Linked DNA regions of Mus musculus: all the other regions are linked to region 2. Evidence: chromatin contacts called from public Hi-C and HiChIP or PLAC-seq data. All regions are on one chromosome and are shown on one strand. Each heading gives the region's core, a stretch centred on a gene start, on an enhancer-like site or on the middle of the called end of the contact. The rest is flanking DNA. Distances are from core to core; before and after follow the strand shown. Region 1 overlaps Gm30446 (a long non-coding RNA gene). Region 2 overlaps Rps6kc1 (ribosomal protein S6 kinase polypeptide 1). Region 3 has its middle 59 kb from the start of Gm39736. Region 4 has its middle 60 kb from the start of Gm30446. Region 5 overlaps Prox1os (prospero homeobox 1, opposite strand).

The links. Hi-C and Micro-C count contacts between places; a contact is called where the count stands out from the background. HiChIP or PLAC-seq counts read pairs in DNA pulled down with a chosen protein or histone mark.
Region 1: a contact with region 2 is called in an H3K27ac HiChIP or PLAC-seq map of VIP interneurons, with 5 times the contacts expected there. The contact joins two enhancer-like sites. A contact is called at or near these places in 3 of 115 datasets of contacts at active chromatin or transcription factors (VIP interneurons, embryonic basal ganglia and stem cell-derived neural progenitor cells).
Region 3: a Hi-C map of liver shows a contact between it and region 2, with 2.5 times the contacts expected there. The contact joins two enhancer-like sites. A contact is called at or near these places in 1 of 15 datasets of contacts at CTCF or cohesin (pro-B cells), 8 of 484 Hi-C or Micro-C datasets (the AML12 cell line, cerebral cortex, cortical neurons and 4 more), 2 of 115 datasets of contacts at active chromatin or transcription factors (differentiating embryonic stem cells and embryonic basal ganglia) and 1 of 9 other capture datasets (embryonic stem cells).
Region 4: a contact with region 2 is called in a Hi-C map of liver, with 4 times the contacts expected there. The contact joins two enhancer-like sites. A contact is called at or near these places in 3 of 484 Hi-C or Micro-C datasets (embryonic stem cells and liver), 1 of 115 datasets of contacts at active chromatin or transcription factors (embryonic basal ganglia) and 1 of 9 other capture datasets (embryonic stem cells).
Region 5: a contact with region 2 is called in a Hi-C map of liver, with 3 times the contacts expected there. The contact joins two enhancer-like sites. A contact is called at or near these places in 3 of 484 Hi-C or Micro-C datasets (embryonic stem cells and liver), 1 of 115 datasets of contacts at active chromatin or transcription factors (embryonic basal ganglia) and 1 of 9 other capture datasets (embryonic stem cells).

Annotation. Positions count from the first base shown.
Region 1 is chr1:190,074,546-190,079,188 of GRCm38.p6, forward strand. Gm30446 (a long non-coding RNA gene) reads left to right here. Exons shown (of 6, transcript XR_865859.2): 3 at 957-1,119; 4 at 1,969-2,044. Among named protein-coding and RNA genes, the nearest start is that of Gm30446, 28 kb to the left of the region's middle. Within about 2 kb of position 2,281, at least 14 of the 459 cell types and tissues checked have an H3K27ac peak or open chromatin away from gene starts, as enhancers often do. A contact at or near this core is called in VIP interneurons, where this site is marked.
Region 2 is chr1:190,795,262-190,800,049 of GRCm38.p6, forward strand. It overlaps Rps6kc1 (ribosomal protein S6 kinase polypeptide 1), which reads right to left. Exons shown (of 15, transcript NM_178775.4): 11 at 3,752-4,788; 12 at 3,391-3,480. Among named protein-coding and RNA genes, the nearest start is that of Gm51740, 22 kb to the right of the region's middle. Within about 2 kb of position 1,675, at least 19 of the 459 cell types and tissues checked have an H3K27ac peak or open chromatin away from gene starts, as enhancers often do. A contact at or near this core is called in VIP interneurons and liver, where this site is marked.
Region 3 is chr1:189,984,142-189,989,110 of GRCm38.p6, forward strand. No RefSeq gene overlaps it. Among named protein-coding and RNA genes, the nearest start is that of Gm39736, 59 kb to the right of the region's middle. Within about 2 kb of position 1,595, at least 2 of the 459 cell types and tissues checked have an H3K27ac peak or open chromatin away from gene starts, as enhancers often do. A contact at or near this core is called in liver, where this site is marked.
Region 4 is chr1:190,106,514-190,111,602 of GRCm38.p6, forward strand. No RefSeq gene overlaps it. Among named protein-coding and RNA genes, the nearest start is that of Gm30446, 60 kb to the left of the region's middle. Within about 2 kb of position 1,273, at least 9 of the 459 cell types and tissues checked have an H3K27ac peak or open chromatin away from gene starts, as enhancers often do. A contact at or near this core is called in liver, where this site is marked.
Region 5 is chr1:190,202,800-190,207,698 of GRCm38.p6, forward strand. The region is part of intron 1 of Prox1os (prospero homeobox 1, opposite strand); the gene reads left to right. Among named protein-coding and RNA genes, the nearest start is that of Prox1, 34 kb to the left of the region's middle. Within about 2 kb of position 1,777, at least 6 of the 459 cell types and tissues checked have an H3K27ac peak or open chromatin away from gene starts, as enhancers often do. A contact at or near this core is called in liver, where this site is marked.

The sequences.
Region 1 (4,643 bases), core at 1,031-3,530, 720 kb before region 2:
TCGCAGCATTAGGAAGGTTGAGAACCATGGGTCCAGTATTTACTGCTCCCCCCACCCAATCTTGTGCTTACATATCCAATAGGAAACTGGCAACTTGTAGATACTCTGTTGGAGTCTGGTGGCCAGTGCTTTAGAAAGTGTTTTCCTATCCCCTGTGAGAATCCTCCCCAGGCACCTGCGGATCATTTCCTGGTCATTGCCAAGTCGCCATATCCCTCTTTCCTTTCTCTTCCCCTCTTCTTGATTTGTTGGTCTTCACTGTGATCCAAGTCATGTGTATTTTCATGGTCTAAATCTTGCTCATTGTATGTCAGTATATAGTTATGCATGGACATTCGTGTATGGGTGTGTGGGTGCCTGCCCTTTACACATGTAGGTCAGAGGTCAGTGTCAGGTGCCCGAAGTGTCTCTCATGGGACCCCAAGCTCACTTTTTCTGCTTGGCTCTCTTGCCACTGAGCTCCTGGGTTCTGCCTGCCTCTACATCCCTCCTCAACATGAGGGTTAGGTCTTGTCGCCACACCTGATTTTCACATGGGTTCTAGGGACTCAAACTCAGGCCCTTGTGCTAGCATAGCAAACACTACAGCTGCTAAGTGTCCCTGACCCCTCAAGTTCTGGTTCCTATACACAGAATACTGAGTGTCTTCCTGTTTTAGAATCTTCAATATTTTCTCTCGAGTCTTAGAAGTTTATGCAGGCATCGGCCATCTTTTCTGGTCTGGTATTCAGGTAAATCGTTACACAGAAGCTAGGAGCTCAAACGCATGCACAAGGCCCTGGATTCTCTGAGTTGATAACCTTTCTTAGCTCCAGAGTGCCTCCTTGATTCTGTGTGACAGTGATCATGGCAAGGAGGCCAGAGGTTCTCTAAGCCCAAGGAGGGGAAGTGAAGGCCCCAGCTGCTGTGCCCCTAAGTCCATGGACACATTCACACCAAGGCCATTTTCCCCCCAGGCTTCTCCCAGTTAGTGACTGAGAGTGGAAAGACTTAAGGACTCCAGGAGGCACCACACTTTCCTAATGGCTGGCCCGGCTTTGAGAATTCCACAGAGCTGGATTGAACCTGGGTTCCATGGCAATTTCAAGTATCCAGCCTCCCCCACTCTCCTTCCCTAAGGTGAGCTTTGTGCCTCTGCCAGTCTTCCTGGTTCCTTCTCTGGTTTTTAACTACAAGTCTTTGTGTTAATAAAATTCTTGAGCCTGAAGTCTCCTCTTGGCATCTTGGAGGGTTTGAACTCACACAAACACCTAGTTAAAGAGAAAAGGCCACCAGGCAGTGGTGGTGCACATCTTTAATCCCAGCACTTGGGAGGCAGAGGCAGGTGGATTTCTGAGTTCGAGGCCAGCCTGGTCTACAGAGTGAGTTCCAGGACAGCCAGGGCTACACAGAGAAACCCTGTCTCGAAAGAAACAAAAGATAGACGAGAGAGAGAGAGAGAGAGAGAGAGAGAGAGAGAGAGAGAGAGAGAGAGAGAGAGGGAGGGAGAGAGAGAGGCCAAGCACGTGAGCCTTGGTATTTTCTCTGGCATTTACACCTCCTGCTTGTGTGGCCAACAGCAAAATGACTGAATGAAAGTGTTCTTATTTGCAAAGGGGGCTGTGATGTCTAACTAAGCTGAGCTAGTAGCTAGTGGGATTTCAGCTGTGACTTGTGATAAAAAAAATCAGATGCCATCAAACCTGCGCTGAAACCTTATGCCTCCCGATGCTTGCCAGGCATTGTATTTCCTTCCCTCTGCCTCCCGTTTCCCACAGGAGACAAGATTGAGCTGATGTGCTGTGGTGGGGTAGATACTGTTGCCTTCTGAGCACGCACGGATGGAATCAGTGCTGCAGGTAGATTTGTGAAGAACACAGACTCAGTAGTCATTTGAAAATGTTTTGGTTTGGAGAACAGAACGTTAAAAATATTTGGTTTGCTACAAATGATCTATCAAACTGTGAGATAAAATTTTTTACTTATCAGATTGGCAAATATTTAGAAGATTGATCTCCTCCGGCGTTGGTTCGAGGGTACGGAAGCAAGCCACTTCCTGCACATGGTAGGAGCACAAAGAGGTACAAAACCGTAGTGAGGTTAATTTGTCAGCTCTGAGGAGACTGACGTGAGTGTGGGAAGCTTCCGTGTGGAATACTTTGCTGGGAATACAGAGAACCACACAGAGGGACTACGCAAGTTGTAGGTTGCTTGTGGTAACAGCACAGGCTGTTCTGATGGTAGGATGGCTCACATGAGTAAGCTGGATCGCGTTTTACCCTGGCGCGTTGACGAGCTGTTAATAGGGCTGCCTCTAGGCTGTCGTTGTGTAAGGAGAAAAGAGCACCCTTTCCTCCTGGCCAGCAGAGTCTGTGGAGAGCAATGTGATTTGCTGAATGGAATGGAGGCAATTCCCATTGCTCACTTGCCAGGGATCCATCAAAATGAACATTGTGAGCCCTGTTCAGAAGCCCCGGGTGTTACAAAGAATGAGACAGAGGTGTATGTGGTGACACAGAAATTGGTCCAGGATACTGATCTGTTCTGCCCAAGAAAAGACATAGAAGAAAAGACATAGAAAAGAAAGTTGGAGAATGTCTTACTTACAATGGTGCGCATGGTGTGTGTGTGTGTGTGTGTTGGACCTACATGTTTTAAGTATGTTCTATGTTTGGGGTATCCATATATAGTGTATGTTGTACCTGTGTGGTATGTGTGTATTGTACCTGAGTGGTGTATGTGCATACATGATGCATATAGTGTGTGTATGTGGTATATGTAATATACTTGTACGATATATGTGGTACACATGTGTAATGTCTGTAGCATATATATGTGCGGGAAGCGGCTGCGGCTACATGGGCCAAGATGGCGCTCTGGCCCATTGCCAGGCCCCATGAACCCCACTTGTTTACTGCCTTGCCTGAGCATGCACAGTGAGGCTGCAGGCGTGGGCTGCCCGCCAGGCTGGACTGTTCCTCGTGATCCAGATCTGTCAGCCTATCGGTGACCGACCTGAGCTCGCGCCTGGAGCGTGTGTGATTTCTGATTGGATGAGGTGGTGTGGAGCGTGATGAGGTCAGTCGGCCCGAGTATAGGAAGGTTGTTGTAGTTGTTGCCCTTGCTGCAAGAAGGGAGAAGAAGAAGCTGCTGGGGAAGAGAGCTGTAGGAGAAAAAGCCACAAGTAAAGAAGCTGCTGCGTGAGCCCGCCTTGGCGTCCGTGTCGTTCCTGTCTCCGCCGGAGTGGAGACTGCGGCATATATGTGATGTATGTCTGCGGCGTATATGTGTGGTGTATGTGGTATACATGGTACGTATGTGTGAAGTATGTGGTATGTGTGATGTATATTGTGTCTGTGTGTGGTATCTGTACATGAGTATGCATGCAAATGCGCTCCTGGAGGCCAGAGGAGGATGTTGGACGTCCTGCTCTATTACTTTGTTCCCGTAAGACAAAGTCTCTCAGTGAACCCAGAGCGAGGTTGGTGGCTAGCAAGCTACAGTGCTCCTCTCGTCTCCCCCACCTACTGTGGTATGCACAACCACACTCAGTTGTTTACATGGGTGTTGGCAATTTGGACTCAGGTTCTCATGCTTGTAAACTAAGTTCTCTTACGTGCTCAGCCATCTCCCCAACACCCAAAACAAGGTGTCTTTAGATAGCACACACAAGCCCATACTCACAAACAAACAACAAATGAAGACAAAATAAACCCTGGTAGTTTATTTTCTAGGGACACAGGCGATCTATTTCATGACCACAGTAAATATTAAAAACAGTAAATGAAACGCTAATGCCCAATTATTATAGCATACATATTCAAATGGCACCATTTTCCCAGGGGCCCCCTCTGCCTGTTTCTTCCCTTGGCCCAGGAGCAGCCTTGGGGTCACTCCTTCGTTTAGCTGTCACGGCTTTCGTCTCATTTCATCTGGAACAGCTCCTCAGCTCTTCTATGCCCTGATTTGTCTTCACACTTCTGATTACTTATTTTGTGTCCATGTGTCCGTGTGTGTTGTGCAAGTGTATGGAGGGCAGAGGACAGCGGGCAGGAGTTGGTTCTCTTGTGGGTCCCAGGGTTCAAGCTGAAATTGTCAGGGTTTGAGGTGGTGCTTTAGCTGCTGAGCCATCTCACTGGCCCCTGCACTAACATGTTTTAGTGCACAGAGGCCATGCACTGCTATGCTATAGAGCCATGCTATAGAGCAACCACCAGCCGGGGTTGGCTTAGGGTCTTCATAGTTACATTTAAGCTATTCATTCTTGGTGATGGTATTTTAAAATGTAGAAAAACAGTGCTTTTAATAAATGAGTCATATTTGTTACAATGATATGTCCATAGTCACATTGTTAATACTTGTCAAAGTCACCTCCATGTCTCCATTGTCACCAACAACTACAACAATTTCTCGTGTTGAGTGACAGGCCGTGGCTGGTGCTCATAAAAGGCCTCGATTATTCTCATCATCGGAGGAGCCCACATACTCTTGCGGTTGATTTAGTCATCAGCTAAGTAAATAAATATTTTGAAAATGAAGTCTGAGAATGGGAATAACTTACTGGTCTCTAGAGGCAATCAACTCTGGTATGGCTTTCAGCAGGGAATATCATTGACCATACAGCTCTGGTTCACGCCAGCATCCCCTGGCCAACGATAACAGTG
Region 2 (4,788 bases), core at 425-2,924:
ACTTTTCACTGTCAGCTGTGAGCTGTTTTCAAGTGTGAAATCGCCTAACAGAGGAAGCAAAGCTGTCATTTGACATCTGGGAGCGTGGAGATGCGGCTGCAGAGGAAAGTGTGTCGGTCCTCTTCAATTCATGCACACTCACCTATAAAACTCCAGGCTGATAACTAGTCAGTGAGAAAGACCAATGTAAATTTCAAGTTTTTAAAATTAAGGGTTCATAATGGGGTTGAAAGTCACAGTGTCAGAGACACAGGAAACAGGCGTGTGGGTGAGGGCATTAGCTTGATAACCAAGCTGGATCCGATTCTGTTCGCCTGAGCTAGCCTGTACACTGAATTTTCAATCAGTCTTTGTATGTCACATGGTTAAGAGTATAAGTTTTATTTCTAGCTGCCTTTGATGGTAAAAGATACTGCTATGAAAACATTAACTACAGTCCCTGACATTGTATTTTATTTTTCTATAACACTAAAAATGTTGTAGCAAAATTTATTCTATGCTACTAAGTGGAGAAATATTTCAAATCCTTGGGTCAAAAACTTGGTGAAGCTCTGGTTTCTATAGCATTGGAAATAAAATTCAAATTACCACGAGCATGTGCTCAAGAGAAAAGTGAGCGGCACCCTGGCTTCTGATCACTACCTGTCCTAGTGCATCCAGGAGCTCCTGAGGGTGTGCCCGAGAGAGGACAGTGCTGCAGACCTACTCAGTGCTGCATACCCTCTGCCTACCTGGCCCACTGCGGCCCTGCTTTCCTCTTTCTCCCCGCCATTCTGTTTGTATGCAGTATGAAAGGAAGCCGTTTGCCATGAGTGAGGTTTATTTAATAAAAACCTTGCTAGATAATCCAAAGATACGAAACGAACCCGAAAAGTCCAACTTTGAGAAGAGGGCTAAGTCTGCTCTGTAAATTCGTATTCTCAAGATCCTCTTGATAGAGCCGCAGCTGTAGCCATTTAAGGGCCGGCTTTTTCACAGGCACAGACAGACAGAGCTCCATGGGTTTTGTCTTTGTATCGCTGGATCTCTTTGCTTTAACATAAAAGGCGATTTTTTTTTTCAAGTTCTTAGTTTTTTTTGCAGGAACTTGTGAGCCTTCGTAGACATGGCTGGAGGTCTGTGGCTTTAAATCCAAGATCACAAAGTTGGCAGAAGCAATTCTTAAACAACAGAAGGTGATCATTTGCATTTCAAAATTTATCTATCTTGCTTTTCCCCTCAATTAGACCCAAACATGTTGATTCCCAGGTTTCTGTGAGTGTTTTCTGGTCTAAACTTATTTATAGAACAGAATAATAGCCCCCCTGCTAGTCTGGCGTTTGCTCAAGTTTCTGTCCATGTAAATCGAATCTGTTACTGGAAATTTTTCTCAAAATATCAAGGCACATCATCCACAAGATAAAAGGATGCGGTGATAGTATAAAGTACAGGCAGGTGGGTGATGGTTTTTGAACAAACAGCTGATAAGGATCCCGGGAGGGAGGAGGGCAGGGGCAGGCCACACTGGATAAACAGAGGGCAGAGCTCCCCTCAGCACCCTCTGGACTTTCCTTTCTAACCAGGCAGCAGAGCTTTGGCTTTAGTGACTATCTCAGCGGGACTCAGGTCAGAGTTAGGGGGAGGGCCGAATGTGGGAGAGAGAAATTGCTGCCAGGGACTCTCTTTACCTTCTGCTGTGGTCACTGTGCACTGGAATGCTGGCCCATTGCCACTGCTCTCGGCCACTGACAAGGGAGACTACCTACTCACAGGAGAGCCTTTTGGTTTTTAGGGATGTGCTGCAGCTTGAGGCTCCAACCCCTCTAGGATTCCGAGGTGCAGGCTCTGCCTCTATAGGTTTGAGGTCCTGTTAACAAGAAGGAGGCATCTACTTTTCTGGGTTTCTCCTTGTCGCTAAAGTTGATCTGCCCAAGGGTTGGAGGAACAACCCCCGTGGCTCATGCACAGAGCAGTTAAGCAGCTGGAAGGTGCAATTCTTTCATACAAACAATCACAACAAAGCCTCTCTTTAGACTACAGTTTGGCTGGATTTTTTTTCCCCCAAACACTATGAAGGACAACCTGGAAGGGGACTGCAGAAATCGAAGAATCCATTAATGGTATACTGCCACCTGCTGGTCAAATGTGAGGAATGGCATTCCTGGAGCCTGGACTTGGAAACTGGTGAACATGGAAAACTGTTACTTGGAATTAATTGTTAACCTGGAACAGTACACTTGGAAACTGATAAACTCAGTGAGTGAAACTGAGGGTTTGTGTGGGATAGTTTTATTCCATCATGTCAAAAGGCTCATATGCTAAAGGAGAACCGGCCTGTGAGTGCTCAGATGGCAAACAGCCCCACAGCCACTGCTTCGGAGAGAAGCATGCACGCACGACACTCAGCTCTAATCTCCGTGGCACACTGGGCCCCACTTCAGGACAGAACACACTTTACTCACAGGCTCTCCTCCCAGGTCTAAGGTGGACTCTAAAACCTCCAAATTCACTGTAATTAGCAAATATAGCCATGCTAGCTGGAACCTAACATGTGAGTTCTTAACCACGTTAGAAAGTGGCACCAGTGAACACAAGAGCAAACAGTCTCACTACAACGTTTCCGTTATTCATTAACTACATAACAGCATCGGTTCACAAGTGCTTGTTTGGGGGAAAGTTGGGGAATTTGCATTGGGTTGAAAACCTGCCTTTCCTCAGCCCAGCAACTCTCACCAAGGTAAGGTTCCCTAAAAACAATAAAGCCTTTTATTCCTAATTATCATCGTTTCCTGTGGAGCCGAGCTAAGCAAGGTGAGCAGCACAGCAGTGAGCCAGCACCAACGAAAGCCCATGTGGGCACCCAGTGACCCAGTGGAGCCCACCCACTCCCTCGGCCTGAGACCCCTGGCAGCCAGTGGGCGAGGGATGAGTGAACTCTGCGCCTTTCTGAGACTTAGTGCTCAGAAAAACTGGGCAAGCTGTGGGGTAAACAGCACCCCATCTGCACTGACAAGAGGGCAACACAAACTCAACGGATATGCTTAACTATGGATGCCAACAGAGGCCTGGACGGCCACAGACATACATCTGTGATGTTAAAAACAAAAAGCAGACCCATATCTTAATAAAATTTCAAGTCCACCCATGTGGAGAGGCTCAGGGGACACAAGGCCTTCCTTAAGACACTTCAAAGAACACAATGAGTTTCCAGAGATATATAAATGCTTTTACCAAGAGCACACCCATACACACCATCTTAGATTCCATACAGTTCAATCCCCTACTTTTCTTCGTTAGGGCTGAAGGGGTGAGCAGACCCGACGAGTGTGTGAGCCACTAGTGAAAGGCACAACTGGCAGAGAGAAGCAAGAGCCACCTTTCAAGTGAAGCATTTGAGGAGAGTGCTCTAACCTGGGGCACAGTACATTCTCGCTACGGCATCGCTGTCGCAGGAATCTTCAACCTCACTCCACCTGCTAAAATACGTTAGCTGAATGTGTCCTAAAAACAAAACGACAGGAGAAATCAAAACATTTTTCTCTTCCATTTTCTGCAGAAGCGAACTGTAATTACTCCTTTTGTAGCTAAAAACAGTATCATTAAGAATAATGGCATCATTAAGTACTAGAAGCTATTACTGGGGGTGAATTTGCCGCACTGATAATGAAGCTCTAGACAGGAAATGAAGATACTAATTACAAGATAAAACGCCTACTCAGTTAATTGGAAGCAACAGCGAATAAAAAGAAATGCATTTGTGAAAGTTCCTGACCTCCATCATTCAATAAGATGTTGTTTGGGTTCAGATCTCGGCACACAATCCCCTCTCTGTGCAAGGCGTCAAGGGCTACCACCATTTCCGCTGCCCATCTCTGAATGCAGCCCTCTGGGATGAAGAACCTGGAGCTAGCTGCTAGTCGTTTATCCAGGTCCTCAAAGATCTGATGGATTTCCTTGTCTGCTTCCCCGGCTCCCACACCTCGCTCCTGGGCCTCCGAGTCTCTCTGGAACAGAGAGTTCGCTTCTTCTTTAGTCGGTTCTGTGAACAGCAACACCTCCTCCGACGTGGCAGTGTCGGCGTATGCACTGTGTTCTTTATTAGCACCTGAGCAGGGACTAGAAATGTGGAACAGGCTTTCTTGCAAGGCCTGTGCAGTGACCACTACCTCCACCTGCCCCAGCCTGTCAGACTCGGAACGCAAGCTGGAAAACAGAAACTGGTCTGGGGAGCTCCTGTGATCAACGGCAGCCTCGAATAGCACCCCGGGATCTGCCTGAGCATCGTGCTCTGGGATCACACCTCCGGGACAGAATTCAGTGGGATCGCTCAGTTCCTCTGGGCCTTCTGGTCCCAGACCATGGCACTGTTCAGAACTCAGCCTGAGGCACAACACATCCGGGGCTTCCAGCAGTTTACTATCCAGCCTGCCTGCACTGGCCTGTGAAAACTTAGGGTCCATTGCTGAAGCCTCTTTGGTTGGCTGCAGTTCCCCAGGTAAATTCACAAGAAGGTCAGGCCTTCCCTCCTCAGCCCCACTGATAGCCTCTGCAGCCGCCTCTTTAAATGAGATAACTGGGACGGAATCATCTGAGCCCCGGCTCACGGAGTCCTGAGCTTCACTCTCTCTCTTGCTCTCACCAGGATCAAGACTCTGAGAAGGGCTGTCTCCATCTTCAAGGGTAAAGAGGGCTTTCAAAGGCTCTGGTTTCAGACTGTGTAATTTCTCACCAAAATCCAGTCCCAGGAGCTCACTTGTGCTGTCTTTACTGTCTATTCTGAAGAATTCCATAGGGCTGTTTTTTGACCTA
Region 3 (4,969 bases), core at 345-2,844, 810 kb before region 2:
CATTTATCTACCTTTGTATTTATTAATGTATGTATCTCTCGATCATCTATCTACCTATATATCTATGAATCTATGTATTTGTGTATACATATACATATATATATGTATACACACACACACACACACACACACACACACACACACACACACATATATATATATATATATGTATATAAAAGAGAAATCGAGCTAAGCACAGTCATTTGTTGCTCGCTGCTTCCTAGGTGCAGATGCAGGGTGACAAATGTGATAAGCTAGCCACCTGCTCCTGCCACTGTGCCTTCCCAGCCTGGTGCCTGTCTATCTTAATGGACTGTAGTTCTTTCCAACTGTAAGCCAAAAGTTGCTTTTCTTTATTTCTTTCTCTCTCTCTCTCTCTCTCTCTCTCTCTCTCTCTCTCTCTCTCTCCCTCCCTCCCTTCCTTCCTTCCTTCCTTCCTTCCTTCCTTCCTTCTATTCCTCTTCCTCCTCCTCCTCCTCCTCCTCCTCCTCCTCCTCCTCCTCCTCCTCTTTTTCTTCTTCTTCTTCTTCTTCTTCTTCTTCTTCTTCTTCTTCTTCTTCTTCTTCTTCTTCTTCTTCTTCTTCTTCTCTTCCTCTCTCTCTCTCTCTCTCTCTCTCTCTCTCTCTCTCTCTCTCTCTCTCCCTCCCCCTCTCTCTTCTTTTTCTTTTTTCAGAGCAGCAGAAAAGAAACCAAGACCCTGTGTCCTATGGGGCACATATCCTGGGTTAGGCTTTCTCTTCTAATTCCTTCATTTAAGGTAGAGGCTGAGATTTGAGTCTACAGTGGGAGCAGATCAAAGGAGGCCTCAAGGTGTTGTTTTAACCTCCTCCTCTCTCTTCTAGTGTGAAAGCCTATGCTGTGTTCCTCCAGGAAAGGAAGCCTCAGCAGCTTGGGAAAGGCACAACATCTCTTGCTGAAAAAGCCAAAAACCATAGAAATCCGGAGCCTGGTTTTCCTTTGGATTAAAATAAAGTCTGATGGCAAAGGCAAGGATTGATGACATCTGGACCTTCCCATTCACAGGCAGCCACTGTGGGCTCTACTGAGCAAATTCCAGTGACTTCCACTGCTCCTTAGAGGAACTCAGAACTGCCCGGGAAAAGCAAATTATAGACAAATAATGAATAGGCTACTTTGCTAATAATGATAAACTGCTTTGTTCTTACCCAGGAATATCACCTGTGCCTGGAGATAAAGGATTGATACTCTTCAGTCATCAGGGAAGGGTGCTCAGACCTGTAAGACTGCACAAGAACACCACCATTCTAATTTTTTAATCTATTTCTCCTCTCTCTCTGTCTTCCTCTGTCTCCCCACCTGTGTGTGTGTGTGTGTGTGTGTGTGTGTGTGTGTGTATGCCTGTGTATGTGGTACATGTGTTTGGGTGCCTTTCAGGGTCTGGAGAGGGCACTAGATCCCCTGAAGCTGTAGTTATAGGCACTTGTGAACTTCCCACATGGGTGCTCAGGACCAAACTTTGTCCTCTGGAAGAGCAGCAAGCACTTTTAATCACTGTGCCATCCCCAGCCTCTCTTGTTTTTGACCAGCTTAAAATGTGCCACAATCCTGCTGTCCACTATTGATTTTTTTTTTTTTTTTGGCATAGAGTTAAAGTCCTTGTTCTGCTTTGCAGACGTTGGATAGTGAGGCAGTCTGAAGTGTTAGAGTAGCCTCCTCTTCTTATCTGAATGGACGGCACTGTCACGAATGACTATGTAATTTAAATGCGTGTAAAATTCCCTAAAGAAAACAGCCTGATGTTCTGAGAGGGCGTCTGTGGCTCCCGGAGGAGATGAAATCTGCAAAGGAAAGGATAGCTCAAACACAAACTGCAGCCACCAGGGGCGGGCCTCTGGGCAGTTTCACTTTATTTATCTCTTTTGCAATCACCAAGAGGATTTCGGAAACAAGCTGGACCTAGGGGTGCACTCCTTTAATCCGAGCAGGTAGGGAAGGGGTGACACTCCTTGACCAAAAAGACAGCTCAGGAGTAAAGCACTTGCTGCTCAAGCATGAGGACCTGAGTTCAAATCCCCACCGCCCACATTCACTCGACCTTGGTGTTGGGTGTCTGCAATCCCAGAGTTCCTGTGTCAAGATGGGACATGGAGCCAGGAAAATTCCCAGAAGCTCCAGAGCCAGCTAGCCTGCTGTACGCAGTTGCAAACAAAGAGACCCTGTCCCAAGCAAAGCAGGGGTGGGCATAGACACTTGAGCTGCTCTCTGACTTCCACACACGCACAGTTATAAAAAAATATATAAGTCCATGCACACATATGCATGCATCAACACAGACAAAGATTAAAAAGCACTCCTTAAATATGAGATTATTGCTGATCCCTTAGTTGGAAGTAGTAAGCTGGACAGACTACAGGGTTGGCAGTCTCCTTGGACTTGACACATGGAGGTTATAGGCTCCTAGTAGTTCCTCTTGAGCAAGTCCCCACAGATAGTAACATTTGCCCACTAACCACATGCGCTACAGATATGCTGAGACTATCCCAGGCTTCACATGTTATGAAAAAAAAACAATTACCCAAACTTCCCCTTGTGGATTCCACTCTCTCAGTTTGGCCTTGCTTTTCTACTTCCCATGAGGTGACTGGAGTGGTCCTGGTATTCTTTTTACCTGGTGGTGCCTTGTGTCCAACTCTCTCTAGCTCAATTACTAGAATTTCCAGACTTTAACAGGGATGGGAACACTTTAAAATAAATCAAAAGATGTTATTAGCTAAGATCTTCTAGTATTCAATGGTCCGGTGGAATTATTTGGAAAATGTCATAAGATGGCTGGAGAGATGGCTGAGCCATGAAGTACCACCATGCAAGTATGAAGATGTGTGTTCTGCCCTCAGAATCCTCATGAAACAGACAACAAAAAAGCTGGGCTTGACTTTCAAATGCTTGTCATCTCAGGGCCAAGGAGGCAGAGACAGGAGGATTCCTGGATCCCTGGCTAGATAACCTAGCCTAATGGGTGAGTTCCAAGCCCATGAAAGATCTCGATACCTTGCCTTAAAAAAACAAGATGAAGTTGACCTCTGGCTTCCACACGTGCACAAAGACATGTATATGGATATCTGCACATGCATGGACACATAAATGGGTTGAGAGCACACAATTCCACACGAATTGAAGCAGCCAACTATTGTTTGTTTGTATGTGAAGAACATTTCCTTCGTAGATATGTAATTTTATAAAATTTTGGAAAACTGAGCATGTTTATAAAGAAATATCAGTAAAAGCAGACATTATGGAAAAAAAGATAATTATGCTCTATGGGGTCTGATTTCCTCTTTTCATGGTCGTGTTTGAATTTGCATTAAGGCATCTGGTACTGCCTGGAACAAGAGCCTTAGTTAGTTACAGCCCATCTGTAGTGACAAGGGCAATGTAAGACACTGAGTAGCATTCTGCACCGGATGAATGAATGAATGAATGAGTGAATCAGTGAATGCTGGTTTTTAATGCATGGGTTTTAAGGAGGTTGTTGACATCTGTTAGAGAAAGAACGATGTACCATTCAACGCTCACCTACTTGATAAAAATGTTTCTGTGCAACAAACACTTGTGTATTAACAATCCCTGGCAAATCAGAGAAGAATGTGATGTTTTGTTTTACAGAAGCAGCCTGCAGAGTTAAGTTCGTGGAAGGACATATAATAGATTAGTACTATCTGGCTTCCTCTGGTGGGGGAAACGCAGGACTGTGGACTCTGGTTTGGACTGGAGTCCAGGGCTAGGAACGTGCACAGGATTGGTAAGAGACTGCAAGCTCTGGACATAATGCTCGAGTCCCAGAGACAATGTGAGGAGTGTGTGTGTGTGTGTGTGAGTGTGTGTGTGTGTGTGTGTGTGTGTGTGTGTTGGAGGTAGGATAGCAGGATAGAAAAGGAGGTCTTGTGGGTTCCCCAAGTAACAGATGAGGAGAGAAGGGGGCTGGAAGACAGGGAGAGGGAGGGAAGAGGGGAAAGAGTTGCTACCTAAGTTGCTAGAGGCACTCAGCTAATTCAGACACACACAGAATGGTATCCATAGCCCGTGTGTCCCGACTCCTAGGTAATGTTCAAAGACAAAACCAGTCCATCTTGCCAGAGTGCACAGCAAAGGTAAAGACCCCAAAGCAGAAGTGAGTGCAATAGACATTGGTATGGGCTCCTCCAAATCCCTCTCAGGGCAGAGAGCTTATTGTACTTGATGTGTGACCCAGACACCAGCCTCTGCTGAAGAACCCCCTCCCAGAGAAGGCCTGACTCCACCCACCAGTGCTCAGACTGGGGGAATAAAGGCACTTCTCCCAGGCTAGCTGGTAAAGCCCTGAGTGTCTTCCATGACCCAGAACTCCTTGCAGGGTGGGCTGAGGCTGGCCTTGAGACTTCCACAGATGTTGGCTTCCCCCTTCCATCTTTTCCTTCCCTATGATGCTGATCCTGAGAGCAGTTCCTAACATAGTACAAGAGACTGTGTGGTCCAGGGCACCCTCCAAGGCTGGCAGTCAGCTGGTGGTGGAGACTCTGTTGTCCAGGGCACCCTCCAAGGCTGGCAGTCAGCTGGTGGTGGAGACTCTGTGGTCCAGGGCACCCTCAAGGCTGGCAGTCAGCTGGTGGTGGAGACTCTGTTGTCCAGGGCACCCTCCAAGGCTGGCAGTCAGCTGGTGGTGGAGACTCTGTGGTCCCTGGGTGTGACAAACAGGGCAGGGTGTGGTCCACAGCTGGCATTGAACCCTGGAAGATGGTGGCCACCAGAGAAGAATTGCTGACCCTGTCTACCCTCTCTGTCAGGATGGTAAAAACCCAAGCAAATCAGTATCTGGGATTCTACCTCTGGCCTCCAACTGCAAAACAGCATTTCAATGTCTGATCTGAGGGATCCACACAGTCAAAGCACACATGTGGAGACAATACTGTCTACAGTGCGCATGGGTGGGACATACCTGTCACGGCAGTACTGGGGAGATTGACGATCAACA
Region 4 (5,089 bases), core at 23-2,522, 690 kb before region 2:
TCAGGTTGCTCCCAAGAGAAAGAGGAGCCCTGGTCAACAGACAATACTGTTGTCTTGTGCTCTCAAACCCCAAATCTACTTCCTGGACCCAGGTCAGCACACTTTCCAGACGCTTCCAGTTTTGCTTAGTGAGTTAAGATCATATGAACAGGGCTGAGGAAACTGTAGGCAGACAGAATTAGCAAAAATTCTTTCCCACAATACAGCCCTCCATTCTTCTAACATACCTCAAGTGCATGCCCTCGGCCAGCACAGATCTGCTGAGAGGAAGATTAACAATGATGACAAGAATAGCCCCTGACTTGATAAAACAAATATCAAGTGGGTCAGGGGACAGGAATTGCCTGTAAATGACCTTGGGTTCAGTGTGTTCTTCATTAGCAGGGATTGCACCATCTTAAGTATTTCAGTGCGTGCTGACTCTGAAGTTAGACATTAGACCACTGCCCTTGAACTCAGTCAATATTTGCAGAAGGTGGGGAGGGGTAGAGGCCACAGAGCCACAGAGGGAAATGGAAGATACTGGGGGGGTAAAGCTTGACTTTCCATCTGTTGACGCTTTAGAAAGTGTCTTCGGAGTTCCATGTTCTCAGTGAGGCTGGGTGCGAGGTCAGGACAAACGTGGCGGGCAAGTTTTCATTGAATGAAGTGGGTTCTGCTTTAGCCCGAGCTCCTCTCTTCTCGCGAGATAAGGACGAGCGCACTGAGTGGATCAGCAAACAGTCCGTGTGGGTCAAATTCCAGCCCCAGCTCTGGGCTCCTGCTCCGCTCTTTGGGGCCTCATCGATTTCCCTTTCCTGAGGCTTTGGGGTGAGAGGTCAGGGAAGGTGGGGAGTGTGGGCGGCCAGATTTCCTGTCTTCCAGTCATGGAGTCTCAGATGGGGAAGCACTTAGTTTTGTTAAGCTCATAGGACAGTCTAACTGCACACTGCCTTCTGCTACTTCATCATTGCCTGGTCTGCTGTTTGGCTATCTACCGAAATTCGAGGAAAATTTATGTATTATCATATATATATATATATATATATATATATATATATACACATACATATATATACACACATATATGTATATATGTGTGTATATATTTATATATATGTATATATAGTGTATATGTGTGTGTGTATCTATCTATCTATCTATCTATCTATCTATCTATCTATCTATCTATCTTGTTTTCCTGTTCTGGGGATAGGGCCCAGTCTTGTCCATGAAAAGTAAGTGTTCAACTACAGAACTACACCCCCACACATTGCGCCATCTATTTTGTAAGTTTGTTTCTTTTCTGATCACTTACCCTTGAACTCTGGTCTAGTCTAAGTAAACTCCCCTCATGTATAACATGTCTCCCTTATCTATGCTTGAAATCCATTATTCTACAGGCCAAACCAAAAACCTAAAAGCAGCAGAGTGTGTGTGTATGTGTACATATGTGTATGTGTGTGTACAAGCATATGTATGTGTATATATGTATACATGTGTATGTGTATTTGAATGTGCATATGTATGTGTAAGCACATATGTGTCTGTGTGTATATGTATGTATGTGTGTATATAAGTATGTTTATGTGTAACTGTGTATATGTAAATGTGTGAATGTATGTGTATCTTTGTGTGTAGATGTATATATGTGTCAGTGTGTATGAATATGTATATAAGTGTGTCTGTGTCTCTCTCTATATATATACACATATATGTGTGTGTGTATTAATGCTCGTGTGTTAATGTGTATATGTATATTCATATATGTGTATATGAATGTGTATGTTTGTGTCTCTAGGTATGTGTATATGAACCTGTAGATATGTATTATGTTTGTGTGTGTACATGCATATGTGTGAGTATGTACACATGTATGCACATGTGTGATGGTCCCTTCCATTCTGACATACCTGCACACTCGTACTGTGGGAGGATAGGGTACATACTCATTCTGTGTCCGCTGCCTGTGTCCTGACCAGGACCTCCACGGAGGCACCTTTGGGCTGTTAAATTGAGGACAGAAAAGAAAAAAGGCCATAAGGGTGGCACCGAGGCACATGACTAGAGCTGGGGTCAGCATGCCTTCTGTTCCTCACTGTGAGCAGTGACTTCCCTCTCTGACTTCCTTTCCTTCAACTATCTTTTGAGCACAGCCTACCTCAGGTACATCCCACTGCACATTTTACTCATTCCTCAGCTCAAGGACTAAATGGTATTTTATGAAGGGACAAACAATGACTCAGGAAGACTAGAATCAGTGGCTAGGCTTCCGCTGCAGGTCTAAGCTTACAGTCCATAGCACAGGTACCATGTGGGTGCCTTCCCCCTGAGAGTGGAACTGCAGACCTCTGACGTGGACTGGTTAATGCAGACAGCACACTGCACACACTGACAAATGGCTCCATCCTAGGTAGGAACTCTGCTCCTCTCAGCAAGTAGCTCATGTCTACCTATGCCTCTGTGATTTTACCACTGTATATGCAAGGACGTGGCATATTTGCTTGCTGGCAAAATGCTAAACACAACTCATAAACATAACATTTACATTAATTAAGTCCCCTGATGGATACATAAACCAAGTGCCAGGGGCATCAGCCACAGCGTGGTGGGAGAAAGGGGTTCTGGGTTCACATTACCAGGGAATGTGATGTTCCTTACCACAGGGAGGGAACAAGGACCCAAGTGGGACCTGAAAGTCTCAGGTCAGAAGCTAGGGAGAGATACTTGGTAAGAGGACCCAAGTTTGATCCCAAGAACCCCAGATATTGTTACAGATTTTGATAATCTCATTGGGAAATCAGAGGCAGGGGGATCCCTGGCACTCACTGGCCAGCATTTAACTGATGATATGACCCAATGAGAGACACTGTCTCAAAGGAAGTGTTGGTATTTCTGAGGATGACAACTGTGACTGTCTTCTGGCTTCTACATATAAGTTCATGTATAACTGTGCCATCTCCCAACACACACACACACACACACACACACACAGAGAGAGAGAGAGAGAGAGAGAGAGAGAGAGAGAGAGAGAGAGTGTGTGCACACACAAATCCCAAAAGAAGCCATAGATTCGGTTGAACCATAGGGAGAAAAGAAGTCAGAGTTTAGCAGAACTGAGGGTACAGGTCTGCCATGCCTAACTACTCACGTGCAAATCTGTGCAGGTGATTGAGAGCTAGATGAAGCACCGACCAACATGAGTCTCATGCATCTGATGTGCATGGAGCTCTTCTGTAAGCACTGTTTCTAGCTCAGCCTGCTTTCTGTAGAACAGTTGGGTAGAGACATTTCGTCCATTTCCTGCCAAGCTGTCACAGCATCCTTTTTAAACTATTCATCAATGCCAACAGGGGAAAGTCTCCCCACAGGTCTTTTTACTACTGTTGACTCACGTGGGTTTCAAGACTGTGGGATTTCTTTCACTTCTCGAGTCCAAATTAGAGGACAGAGTGAAGTGGAAACTCCTGGTTTCTCTGGAAAGTCGGTTATGCCAAATGATGTTTTGTAAGGAGCGCATAGGTGAAAGGATGTCTTGCTAAAGCAGACACTTGATGAAGTATAACTATGACCCCACAGACAGTGGGAGATGAGCACAGAGCATTGGCTTGGTTTGCTCCTCCTCGATACTGTTTACTAACGACACACATGTATTGGTTCGCCTTACACTGGTTCATGTTGCTGAGCTCAACTTGCAATAACACTGCCTTTGAGAGAACTTGCCGAAGAACTGCCTGTGAGGTTCCTGTGGCAGCTTGCTGCTTCAGTGGTCTCACCTGAGGCCATTGGTGAGAGTCTAACTGTTCCTTCAGAACTGAACTACAGCTGCCTGGTGTTGTGCCTGGTGTCGACCTGCTGAAAAGGCTGGTCTGTAGCTGCCGGTTCTTGTATGCTGTTTGTCTGCCTAGAGGACTGGTCTGCAGCTGCTGAGTCATATTTGGTGTTTGCTACAGGTCTGAACTGCTGTCAAAGAGCTTGCCCAGCAAAGAACTACTTCTGAACAGGTCCACTTCCCCCATATCCTAATAACTTTTCTCTTCCACCACCTCTGCTGAGTGGTGGGTTAGAGGAGAGTTAAAAGTAGGTTGTAGAAAAATGTATGCCTACAATAGAGGGCCTGAGGAGAAGGTGGCACTGCTGAGCTGTGTGTCATTCTACACCATTTTGTGTGGTCTGGAGGCACACAGCTGCCATCCCAGCATTCAAGAGCCTGAAGCAGGAGCATAACAAATTCTAGGCCATACTGAGGTACAATAGTGAGAACTCATCTCACTAATGAGAAAGGTACTAAAGTTATAAACTCAAAGACATGCCTGGCAATATGCCGTAGCAGGTAAAGAGGCTTACAGTACAAACCTGAAATCATGGGTTTGATCCATGAAACCTAAGTAAAGGTGGAAAGCTAGAACTGCCGACTGCATGTTCTCCACTCTCACCATCACAAGGGCACGCACACGCATGCACACACACACACACACACACACACACACACAATACACAAACACAAATACATACACACACAGACACACACACACTTTTTTTTAACAGTCAATGATAGACATGAACCAGGTGTGGTGATACACATTTCCATCCTAGCATTTAGGAGCTAGAGGCAAGGCAATCCAAGTTTGTGGTCAGTCTCAGCTGTTTAATAAGTTCGAAGCCAGCCAGTATACTCCAGTATATGAGACTCTGTCTCAAAAATAAACTAAAACGAGCACTTCATATGTTCCTTTTGCTACCGTGTTAGACCATATGGTGGGAACTCTTTAAGCACATCACATTTCCTGGAGACAGTGTTATTTGGGTCAGATTTCTCCACAGCCTAGCCTCTTACTCTTTCCTCACAGGGCATAAAATAAATTAAGCTGTAATTAGAAGTCATTTCAGAAAATGAAATACCAGGGTTGCTTTGGTATAGAATGGAGAATTTGTTTTTAATTGACATACTATTCTAGATTTCTTGATTTTTTTTTTTTGATACAGGCTCTCACATAGCCCAGGTTGGCTTTATATTCCTGATTCTCCCACCTCCACATCCCAAGTACTGGCGAGACACATGTACAATACTGTGTCTGAACCCAGGGCTTTGGACAAAAAAACCCAAACC
Region 5 (4,899 bases), core at 527-3,026, 590 kb before region 2:
CCTGCTCTATTGTGAGAGCAGTGGCTGCTCCTAACTGCTGAGCCATCTCTCCAGCCCTTGCTCTGTACTCTAACGTCCATTCAGGGCCTGCTGGCATATCAGGTCACAGTGCTTCGGAGGTGTCTCTTTTGCCCAGAGGAGTGGCAGTGGTGGGGACTTCTCCTCACACACATATACACGTAACTGCACACATGCACATATGACACACATATACACATAACTGCACACATGCATATATGAGACACATATACACATAACTGCACACATGCATATATGAGACACATATACACGTAACTGCACACATGCACGTATGACACACATATACACATAACTGCACACATGCATATATGACACACATATACACATAACTGCACACATGCATATATGACACACATATACACATAACTGCACACATGCATATATGAGACACATATACACATAACTGCACACATGCATATATGACACACATATACACATAACTGCACACATGCATATATGTGAGTGATATGTAGATACTTCTGAAGAAGCTTCCCTCTTGACCCCTGACCCTTCTCTCCACTTTCCTTTGTTTTGTGGGTCAAAGTTGAGTACATTATTTTGAAAAGATGTGATGAATTGGGTTTATACATAAGCCTAAGGAATCGTATAGTTATAAAAGATCCCCAACTTTGTATTTGCAAGGATGAAAATCAGATAATGGCTCATCTTATGCTCTAGGACAGTTATTTGCATATATTCATGACAGATTTAAGTCTTTGAGTATGCAAGCACTTGCTATTTTTGAGCAAAAAAAAAAATCCTTTTTTTTCTTTTGCACTATGGAAGTCATTATTTAACCCCTCGACATGAAGTTACAGAGTCCTGGAATTTCCATGCCAACCTTGGAGGTTGGTTCAGGCCTCTAGAGTCACAGTGCCTGTCTGACAAGACTTCTGGTTCTTCCTCTATAGTGGCTGTCAGTGTCTTCCCTCCCTTCTGACTTCTTAAAGAAACATAAACCTTGGGTACAAATCTTATATTAGCCTCATAGAAACTATTAAGCCAATGATCCACCCTAACCACTAAATGTTTCCCCTAAATGTTTCTGTTTGCAGACTATGAGGAGGTCTGAGACCATGACCACCAGGCAACCCTTTGTTGTTCAAATATCTGGAATTATTTCATTATTAAAGCAAAATAAAGCTTTCTTCTCATACTTATACTTGCACCTAAAATGTGAATACAGCGATCAATGCTTGTTCACAGATACTCCAGGGACCAGCAGCAGATCTCTCCTTGCACACAGGTTTCCCTGAGGAGGAAGTGGTGACTGACTGGGACAGTGATAGATAAATGAGTTTTTCAAGTAATGGGTCCAGAAGTAAGGTGATTTATTTTTTGGGAGACAGATGATATCAGTCCATTTGTGATAGTTTTAATTTCATTTTAAGTTTTAATATAAAATGGTTCTTTTTAATCGTCATACAATAGTGCCCATGTTTATTGGCTTACTTGAAATAGCGCATGCCTGGATCAAGGTGTAGCACTCAGATGATGTAAGTGCTTATGCTGTCTATGTTCAGAATAGGTTAATAAACATGCAACTCGGAAATGAACATAATTAACGTTCTATCGTTGGTAGAAGCAATGGTCTAAATGTACAGAGGTCACCATCTTCAAAAGGAGAGTGTGGCCAAGGCCCCGAGGGCACTGAGGGTCAGGAAATGACAGGGAGCCAGGGTCTGCAACCTCAGCTTTCTTTCTCTGGTTGTAACTGGCCCAGCCACACATTCGATCAATACAGAGTTCACTCTCATTCGGACTCCAGGACAGTCCCTTTTAGATGTCAAGAAGTTGCTCAACTCTAGGATGTTGACCAAAGAAAGTAGATTTTAATCATGTTTTATCTTTTCCCGTTTTGTTTTCTCAAGGGTCTGACGGGAACAGAAAGTTTTGAGGGAGTTCACTGGTGATGCAAAGTGACTGGCTGGATAAAGAAGTCCAAAGTTTCTTTTTTCTTTTTTCTTTTTTTTTTTATCTGTAGAACAAATAAAGCCAAGCCAAAGGTGACTAACCCCAGTGCCTCCCGCCTGCCTGGTCCCTTTCTCCTTGTCTAAGGGATGTTTGCATCCATGGTTGCACAAGTAGAGCCTGACCCATGCTGGGTAGTGCGGAGTACATACAAGAATCTGACTGGTTAAGAATAGTCTCTGATCTTTATTCTTTGTTTGACAAGAAATTGTTGCTGCTACCTATACAGAAATCAGTTGAAAACAAATGAAATATCTTGCTGATGAGGTATTTTCTAACTATCTGGGATTTTGTCAGTTAGCACCTGAGTGGCTGAGTAAGGATGATTTTTAAAATTCTTTCTCCAAGAATAGATACAATATAACTTTATAAAATGGTAAAGTATGCGTACTAATTTGTGTGTATCTGACTCTTAGTCTGCGTTAGTGACAGGAAACACATGAAATGGCCCTTGTGATTTCTCTACAATACTTATGAGCAAACACTCAGATAATGTTGATCACTTAGGGTGCCTACGTAGGCTGTTATTTTCTATTTTTATTTTACTTTCTTTTATTTGAGACAGTCTGACTCTAGACCAGGCTATCCCTGAATTCATAGTAACCCTCCTTCCTTAGTGTTCATCCTGAGGTGATTACAGCCAGGAACAACCATTCACAGTTCCAGTTGGTATTTAAGAACACATCAATAATATCGATGGCAGTGTGTTAGTGTGTATGTGTGTGTTAGTGTGTTTGTGTTGTGTGTGTGTGTTAGTGTGTTTGTATGTGTGTGTGAGTGTGTGTTAGTGTGTTTGTTTGTGTGTATATATGTGTGTGTTAGTGTGTGTGTGTTAGTGTGTTTGTGTTGTGTGTGTGTTAGTGTGTTTGTATGTGTGTGTTAGTGTGTTTGTTTGTGTGTGTATATGTGTGTGTGTTAGTGTGTGTGTGTGTGTGTGTGTGTGTGTGTGTAGGGGGTGACTGAATGATTACTTAAATGGTCTCTATTGGGAGAAAATTAAAACTGCTTTGGATCCCAGACATCCATATTCACCAAATACGGATGCGACTCTCTGCTTTGCTCTTATTTCTGCCAGAACAGGGCAAGGGGCCAACCAGGAAGCAGGATAACACATCTACCAACAGATAGTTGTAGAAGAAATGAATTAACTTAAAGATATAAACTCTCATTTGAAACAAACTCTGGAGAGTTTTCTAAACCTCCCAATGATGTGTGTCTTTTGGCATATTTTCCACAAGGAAGTATAATAAATGAATATTGGGATATTTAGAACAAACTTAATTTTTAGATGTTTGGAAATAAATTCCGGTGGCACTGAGTTTTTGAGATGGGAAATCCTTGGAGCATTTGCATCCACAATGGGTAGATGCACACATGACAAGGGCAAAGGTTTCGTACCCAGGTTTTCAGGGTAGCCCCAGCGTCTTTTGGTGCTTATTTAATGGTAAAAGAAAATCCCAAATTTTCCAGTACGGAAAAGTCAAATTCCGGTCTCCAAGCCCGAGCCCTGCTGTGACCTGTGGCTTGGGATTTTGCTTATGACCAACTTGTCAATGGAAAAGCTAGTGATAATAAAGGTTTTGAATAATTCTACTACAGATAGTTGTTTCAAGGGATAGAGGGGACAATAGTCTCTCTGAGCATGTAGAATGGTAGTTTTTGCTGTCTGCTGTTTCTGAAAACAAACTCTTTGGAACCCTGTAGAGCTTAGGATTCTACTAGTGCAGTGACCTGCCCAGGGCTGTCAGAGTTTTATGAATCGACTATTTGGTCTGCTTAGCTTTATAGGTAGAGTCTACCTAGATGACAGGCTGGTTTAGAAATTCACCAAGTAGCATAGGATGGCCTTGAACTCTTGGAGACCCTTCTGCCTCAGCCTCCTCAGATTGTGGGTCTTGGGTATACATCAATATACGTGTCTGTCCTCTCTTTAAACACAAGGAGGAAGACTGACGACCTTGGGCTGTGGTAGTAGATGCTGCAAGACCTTGTGATCCACACTGTGACATCATGGGCTCTGAGATGTGCAAAGCCTCTTGTTTTAGGTGAGCCTAATAAATAGTAGAGAAAGCAATAACCCCACACTCAGCTTTTAAGGCATTTGGAGAAGAAGATGACACAGTGGGAGAGAAAAGAGAGGACAGAAGGATGTCACAGATAGAGCTGTAGCAATACCAACACGGGGTGCAGGGCTGGCAGACTCCGGGCTCAGAGGGGCCTAGCTTTCCAATCTGGCTCTGAGCTTGATGAGTCTGTTTATTCAGCCACAATATCAGACATTCCCTCTTCCTGCCTGAAGAAGTCCCCTTTGAAGAACGGCTCTGCTGGGGAGCAGTTTCCCCTTGGACCGGCTCCTCCCGTGGCTGGACTGAAGGGAAAGAACTGGAAAGGCCGCAAGAATGTTCTTTAAAGCGATATTCCAGCACCACGTGAGGGGAGGTGAAATAGCTGTACAAGATACATTTCCTGGTTGAGGTATTTTTTTCCCTCTCAAGTGAATTTAGCAGCGAACAAAGATGTCACATGAATGGGGTTGGGGTCAGATGACATGGGTACCTCCAGATCTGTGTGAGCAGGGGAAGCTGGGCGGCAAGAGATCACTGGGCAAAGTAACAGCATTTTCAGCTTCTGTAGGCCTGGAGAGAGAGAGTTCAGATCTACCAATGCCAGAGGGGATACAGCGGGCACAGCCGCCACCTGGTCTACAAGTCTTTATCTGCAAAGGGCACAGTGGTGCTAACTCGTCAGAAGACCGGCCCACATTTTCAAAGCAAGGTAGCAGATAGAATGTTCTCAGGTGAACTGGGGGACAAGACTCGTGATCAGATCGCATAATCCAGAGGTCACGTTTTGCTCGGAGGTGTCACATTTGTTTCTTGAATTTCAGAG